2 separate regions of the Capsicum annuum genome follow, and region 1 is linked to region 2. A link is a contact called in public Hi-C data. All regions are on one chromosome and are shown on one strand. Each heading gives the region's core, a stretch centred on a gene start, on an enhancer-like site or on the middle of the called end of the contact. The rest is flanking DNA. Distances are from core to core; before and after follow the strand shown.

Region 1 (3,621 bases), core at 199-2,698, 68 kb before region 2:
CGGGAGAAGCAGGCAGCTCTCCGTCAACATGCCTGCTTCTTCTTCAGCTGCTTGCTTCGTGATTTTACTATATCACCTTTAATTAATTATTATAGGTCATTTATGTATTAAAAAATTAATAATATTTAATAAAAAAGTATAATAGACATTTATGACGTGTTTGCTTCAGCTACTTCAATCCTAGCTTCATTAAATATCACTCTTAATTAATTATTCTGTGTCATCTGAGTATTAAAAAATATATATTTGATAGAAAAGGTAAAAAATAATATGAAATGATAAATTAACTATTGATATTTTAAATGAAGTTGACGACTTATATGAGGTCCACTTAAAAATAATTCACAAATATTTTTTATAGTAATTTTGCTATATCACTTTTAATTAGTACTTGATTTTATTATATCATCCCTAATCAATTATAATAAGTTATTTACATATTAAAAATTAATAATATTTAATAAAAAAATAAAATAGGTATTTATGACATTTCTACTTCAACTGCTTCAATTGTCTCCGTCAATATGTCTGCTTCTTCTACTTATTTCATAAGCCGCTTCACCCATAATTTGACTATATCACGCATAGTCAATTATTATAAGTCATCTACATAATAAAAAATTAATATTAAAAAATTATTACAAAGTCATCTAAGTATTAAAAAATTAATAATATTTAATATTAAATTTACTTGACGTTTTATATGAAGCCCATTTAATTTTTTTCCCGCAAGTATTTTTGTATAGTAATTTTGTTATATCACTTCTAATTAGACATGTCTGCTTCGCTGTTTCAATCGTGATTTTACTATGTCACTCCTAATTAATGATTATGACCATTTACGTATTTTGTCAATTAATAATATTTGATAAAAAAAGGTAAAATAGATATAAAATGATAAATTAACTCTTCATGTTTTAAATTAACTTGACGTCTTATACAAGGTCCACTTCAAAAAAAAATTCACAAGTATTTTTTATTGTAATTTTGTTACATTACTTCTAATTAGTTTTTGTGAGTCATTAAGACATGTCTGTTTCGCTGCTTCAATCATAACTTTACTATATCACCCATAATTAATTATTATGTTCATCTAAAAATTATGACACTTAAATTGGAATAGAAGAAAAAAATACTAGACATCACAATAATTTAAAACTTAAATTATTTTTAAAAATGTAATTGACTATCAGTGCTACAAAAATTTGGACAACGAAAACAATATATATTATTTGAAAATTACATAAAACATATTATAACTTACAATAGTTAATAACTTAAAATATCTAAAAAGATAATATATTATATATTTTAAAACAATACTATAAATCACAATAATTAAAATAAATTTTTAAAAAGTATTTATTGGGCCCGTGCAAGTAACTAGTATAGAATATATAGAGATAGAGGAGCTGATGGTGATCACAATTATTCCATACGCTATAGCATTTTCGCCTTCCTTTCCTCCTCTTCATATCCACAACATCCATAAGGAGTGACGAAACCACTACTTTGTCCTCATGTATAATTAAATTGAAATGTTATATGCACCCTTAATTTATCCTTACAGTTTTTTTATTGGCATTAGAGGTGTGAGTGGATTTAATTAAATTTTAAATAAATTAAAAATAAATTTAGTTAATAAATAAGTGAATTATTGATCCATTCAAAAGTTACTTAGATTAAAATAAGTTAAAATGCAAATAAAGAAGAATATTGACAGAAAAAGAGTCAAGATGGTCAAACTAAAAAAGACGACTACGGTAGTAAACAATCTCAAAGATAACGGTAGATTGTAATCTGATATTGGTAAGGAGAAGAGAGACAAATAATGTGCTCTACCCTAAACCATGCTCTTCTCGGAAAAGGGATAAAATAATCGACCAATTATTAATCTTTTATTTTAATTTTTGATTTTCATGTGCTTTCTTATTTAGGGTCATATGTTTTCAATGAGCCGGAGATGTTTCACTTCCACACCTTATCTAATTACCTCTCCCTAATTTTTCATGGAGATGTTTCACTTCCACACCTTATCTAATTACCTCTCCCTAATTTTTCATGGCTCTACCAGCTCTACCTCTCTATTGATCTATTACTGCCAACCTCTCCACATCTCTTTACTGAAGCTAGGGGTGTTCAAGGTCCGATTTAACTCGATTTTGGTTAAAACCAAATCAAAACAACAAAATGCTTTTTTCTATATTCAAACCAAACCAAATAATTATAATATAAATTCGATCGATCTCGATTTTGTCAGTCCTATCAGTTTGGTTTTTGCGGGTTTTAAGAATATATTTTTAGCAAAGCAATATGCATGCAGAAGATAGTGGAGACTTCAAGACAACAATATTCAATTGGAAAATTGAAACGCACATCACGAGAACTTCACGCAATTCATGCTGTAGAGGGACTCACAAAGCAACGAATATATAGGATATAGTATAAATTCGATCGATCTCGATTTTGTCAGTCCTATCAGTTTGGTTTTTGCGGGTTTTAAGAATGTATTTTTAGCAAAGCAATATGCATGCAGAAGATAGTGGAGACTTCAAGACAACAATATTCAATTGGAAAATTGAAACGCACATCACGAGAACTTCACGCAATTCATGCTGTAGAGGGACTCACAAAGCAACGAATATATAGGATATAGTACTCAACCGTTCATTAAGCTGCTAAGGCACCTATAATTCCACAAAATAGCAGCTCGCTAGTTTTAATAAGACAATTTTTGTACCTTAAACTTAAATGGATTAGGGAGACCAGATGGACCAACTTTTTATTTTAATTATTTGAATAATTGTTGGACTTGAAATGAACAAAATTATGAAGAAAGAGATAAAATTTAATTATTGACTGATAAATATTAATTTTAAATATGTTCTTATTTTCAGTTTGGCTCGGTTTGGTTTCGATCTTTTTCAAATCAATACCAAACAAAAGCAAATGTTATCAGTTTTTAAAACTTTAAAATCAAATCAAGTTAGTTTTCAGTATATTAAGTTGGTTTGACTCGATTTATCAGTTCAGTGTTGGATTCGAAATCGAGAGGGCGTCATGCAAAAGCTAATAGTTTACAAACCATAGAGACGATAATTTAGACGATGAAAAAAATATACTAAAAAATATATTATTAATATGATTTGATCAAGCAACCTACATATTAAAAACTAGTATTAAAAAAGACATAAATCTATAGGAAGAAATCTCCCCCTAAACAAGACACTTTAAAGACTATACCGTGGATGTTATTCTGTTGTTGGTATTAGAAGCGAATTCAATTTATAAAGTTACAAAATGTTTCCTTTAAGAAAGAGGTTATCCAATTATGGAAGAGAATTATATTTTTCTTCTGGGAAAAGTAAAAAATAAAATATGGTAATACTTTTACTTTCCTTCAATGGAAACTAAATATTCAAATTAGATAAGAAAATATGGACAAAACCCCTGACAAATCTCCTCTTTTTGGCTTGATTTTCTTGACAAATTGATCTTCATCTTCTTCTTCACATAAGCTTTACCACTGCTGCTTACCATGGTTAAAAATAAAATTTAAAATATTATAGATTAAAAATCATTTAGAAATATTATATTTTTATTTTAAAGATGCAGCACCAT
Region 2 (3,877 bases), core at 24-2,523:
GCAACCTTATATTGACTTGAAAGTGTTCAGAGTTTCCTCTCTTATGTCTTGACTCCATTTTATATATCCTTAATCACTCTAATGTATGCCACATGTACATCTTTACATTCCATGCATCTCCATAAATTTTTCTCCATTAGACGATTATTGTTAGTATTTTGTTGAGTCAATATGGTTGGAATTCATAGCAAACCTAGACAATGTGGCATAAAAAAACTCCTAAGGATATATTGGGTGATTTGTACATCTTTGGACTTAAAATATAGCTAAATTCGACATGGAAAAACTCATAACGAAAATGTAGTGTATATTCGGTTATATCACACAAATTTATTCATATATATACACCAATATACTGATATACAAGAAATACATTGATATATGTGGAAGATATACATGAATACACAAGGAATATATAAGGTATATGCATGGTAGATGATGTCGTTTCGAACCTCAAGTTTTTATCTGAATATCAGCTCCAACCTACTTCAAATCATTCTCCAAGAATCTCCAAAATTTATATTTAAACGGATTATTACCCAAATGAATAAATTACAATTGCACCAGATGTAAAAATTCGAACCAAGCATCAATAAAGGAATGGAGGTGGGGTGGGAGGGAGCCCATGAACAATGTGAAAGAGAAGGAAGAAGGAACGATCCTTTGGTTAGGTTCGAACTTGATGGAATAGAGTGAATTATGATTACGATGATGGGAATTGGCTTACACGTGTCTTCTAAGCATTTCTTTACATATTGCGGAAAATATTTTTGGGATCTCATTCACTCGCTTAATTTCAAGCTAGTTTCTTGTTATTTTAGTGGACAGCGCTCGTGATTTGTTGGTAACGTCTATGGGCTATCTTGTGCTAATAATAAAAAGTTTGTGCTATTTTATGTTGTTTACTGAGTATGATTGTTATGAAATGTCAAATTTTTTTTTAACTCATTCAAATTCAATTTATTCGTTGAGTATGATTGTTATGAAATGTCAAATTTTCTTTTAACTCGTTCAAATTCAATTTATTCGTTGAGTATGATTGTTATGAAATGTCAAATTTTCTTTTAACTCATTCAAATTCAATCTATTCGTTCATTTGACGCCCCTACGTTCAGTCAAACATTGTAAATAGTATATGCTGAAATGATTTATCATATCCCTCCAAGATTCTCTGTGTTGGTCTTTTTTCAAATTAAGAAGTTCTCAATGAGGGAAGGAAAAGAAAGGCAATTTCTCTTTATTTAAAAAGATTGGTCCACGGGAGTTGAACAGGTGAGTTAGTTATTATACATAGAAGATAGAAGTGTTAAATTTAAAAAGGAGAAGACTGTCTTGGAATCTAATGTATATATTGCCTGGAAACCACTTCAATCTTTGTAAAGTTTCAAGTATAAAAGTTTATCTTTCACATGAATCCCACTCCAGCCTCTTTAGCAACCTTTTCCTTCCTCTATTATTGATTCACAATCAATTATTGTTTTCGGGAAAAAAGAAATGAAAAATTGACTTTTCCTACCAAAAAGAAAAGGGAAAATTCATTTGGCCACAAAATTTGGCCATAATAATAATAAATTTTATTCACACAGTAAATTAGCTTTCTTTTGAACATTTTTGCCCCTTTCATCTTAAATTTAAAATTCTTTCATTACTTGTTTTATTACTCTTTCCCAATACATTGGAAACTATCCCAATACATGAGAATGGACAATTTAACATAATTTTCATAAATATGATTGCATAGTACTTATTGCTTGAAAAGAATAGTCTAGGATAAAAATAATAATATAAAATTAATTAATTATATTCTCATATATCAAAAATCAGTGTGACCAAAGTAGTATTATAATTATACGTTTTATCATATAAATAATTCTTATTTTTTTAATCTTTAATTTTAAATTTTAAATCTCTTTAGTTTATATAGATAAATAGGAGATATAGATATATATCTTAAAACCTATCAATATTTTGAATAACTTTTAGTTTTTTATTTTTGTTGAAATCTGATTCGTAGTTTAGTATTACATAAAATAAGCAATTATCAAAATTTCCAACACAAAAAGTTAATTATTTTTTTATGAATTCAGTTGTATAATTTTAATTATGCTATAATTTTTCTCATGGTAATTCAAATGATTTTTTTTTCATTTCAAATATTTTCTATCTATTTTTAGAAGTAGAGCAGAAAAAAGTCAACATAACATTTAAAAATTTTGCATAAAAATTTTCTTTTCTCCGTCACTTACTTTTTGCATAAAAAATTTCTTAGTTGGCAAAAAAAATTACCCTATATTAATCTTACACTTAAATTATATATACATGATAAGAAAAATACATAAAGAAAAGAATAAAAAATATTTACGATTTTTAAAATTAAAAGTTTGCATAGTTAAATAATTTTTAATATAATATGACAATATTTTAATAAAAATAATAAAAACTTAAATCACTTTAGACGTGGTAGACATTGACAAGTTATAAAAATCATATAGTTCATAAGCGTGTCGACTTTGATTAACAATAACCTAAGAGAGTCACACATTGATATTGTAGTCTTGCGTCACTATGTTACGCCGATTTGATAACTTAGAAACCATTATTTATATTTTTATTAATATATATGACTTCTAATTAAGGAACTATATTAATTTTTATGTTTATACAAATTTAAACTACATATTTGAATAGTTTTTTTAAAAAATATAGTTTAAAATATTTCAATAGCGATAGTCAAAGCTCAAATTACTTTAGACATGATATCGACACAAAATAAAAATCATATAGTTCAAAAAAAGTCGATATTGGTTAAACATCAATTCAAGAAAGTCACACATTATATTAATGTTATAGTCTTGTGATCCTACGTACTTTAATTATTATATTTGTTAACGGGTGAATTAAAAATATACAATTATTAACTTTTGAATCATTAATTATATTTGTTATTAATATGAACTTTAACTAAGTAATTTTATTTTTATGTTTAAAAAAATTGAACATATATAAATAGTTTTAAAATATAATTAAAAAATATTTCTACAACGATTGTGTATATTAAAAATTCTTTAGACGTGATAGATATTAACACATTATAAAAATTATAGAGTTCATAAATGTTGACCCTCAACCCAAAATAATCACTCATTATAGCTATTAAACTAACCATTGTCATAGTTTCTTAGTACTCTAAATAAAAATTAACTATGTCCACATTTAATTATTTTCACATTTCTTAATACCCTGAAGTAGAAATATTGATTAATTATAATATTTTGTTTGAAATAATTTATTACGGCTACAAGCTGAGGTTACTATTGCTAAATTAACTTTTATCGTGTGAAAAATTATTTTTTCACTTACACTAGGCATGTTGTAGGTGAAAATTAAAAAGAATTGAAAAATTGAATAATTGAAATCAAATATAAGTAAAATGTATCTGTAATTACCTAACATTGATTCTATCGCATAAAAAAAATCAAACATAAACATCATTTAACGTTAAAAATTAATATATTTGTGACATAAAAATATTCTATCTTTAAAATTTAGAACACAAAAATTATTGGACTGTACTATTAGAAAATAACAAATTAAAGGACATATAATAGCTATAATAGCGATTTTATGATTAGGATAAGCTTGTGTAAGTGAGACTTATTAAAATTTTGTTTAGATTTGATATAATTAGTTAATCAAAGTTAATATAATTACTTTTTTTCTAGAGTTATTTTCCTAGATGATCATTCAGGTTTTTATATATAATTGCCTACAAAGATCAGTTGTTTTCTAAAGAAAATAATATCACTAAATTACCTAAGTTATCGAGAGATTTTAATTTATGTTTAAAATAATACGATAAAGATTAAGTATGGTCAAG

What was found. Hi-C and Micro-C count contacts between places; a contact is called where the count stands out from the background.
Region 1: a contact with region 2 is called in a Hi-C map of leaf, with 2.4 times the contacts expected there. The contact joins two enhancer-like sites. A contact is called at or near these places in 2 of 5 Hi-C or Micro-C datasets (leaf and placenta).

The regions. Positions count from the first base shown.
Region 1 is chr4:132,532,293-132,535,913 of UCD10Xv1.1, reverse strand. No RefSeq gene overlaps it. Among protein-coding and RNA genes, the nearest start is that of LOC107869683, 130 kb to the left of the region's middle. Within about 2 kb of position 1,448, at least 1 of the 5 cell types and tissues checked has an H3K27ac peak or open chromatin away from gene starts, as enhancers often do.
Region 2 is chr4:132,464,092-132,467,968 of UCD10Xv1.1, reverse strand. No RefSeq gene overlaps it. Among protein-coding and RNA genes, the nearest start is that of LOC124897986, 150 kb to the right of the region's middle. Within about 2 kb of position 1,273, at least 3 of the 5 cell types and tissues checked have an H3K27ac peak or open chromatin away from gene starts, as enhancers often do.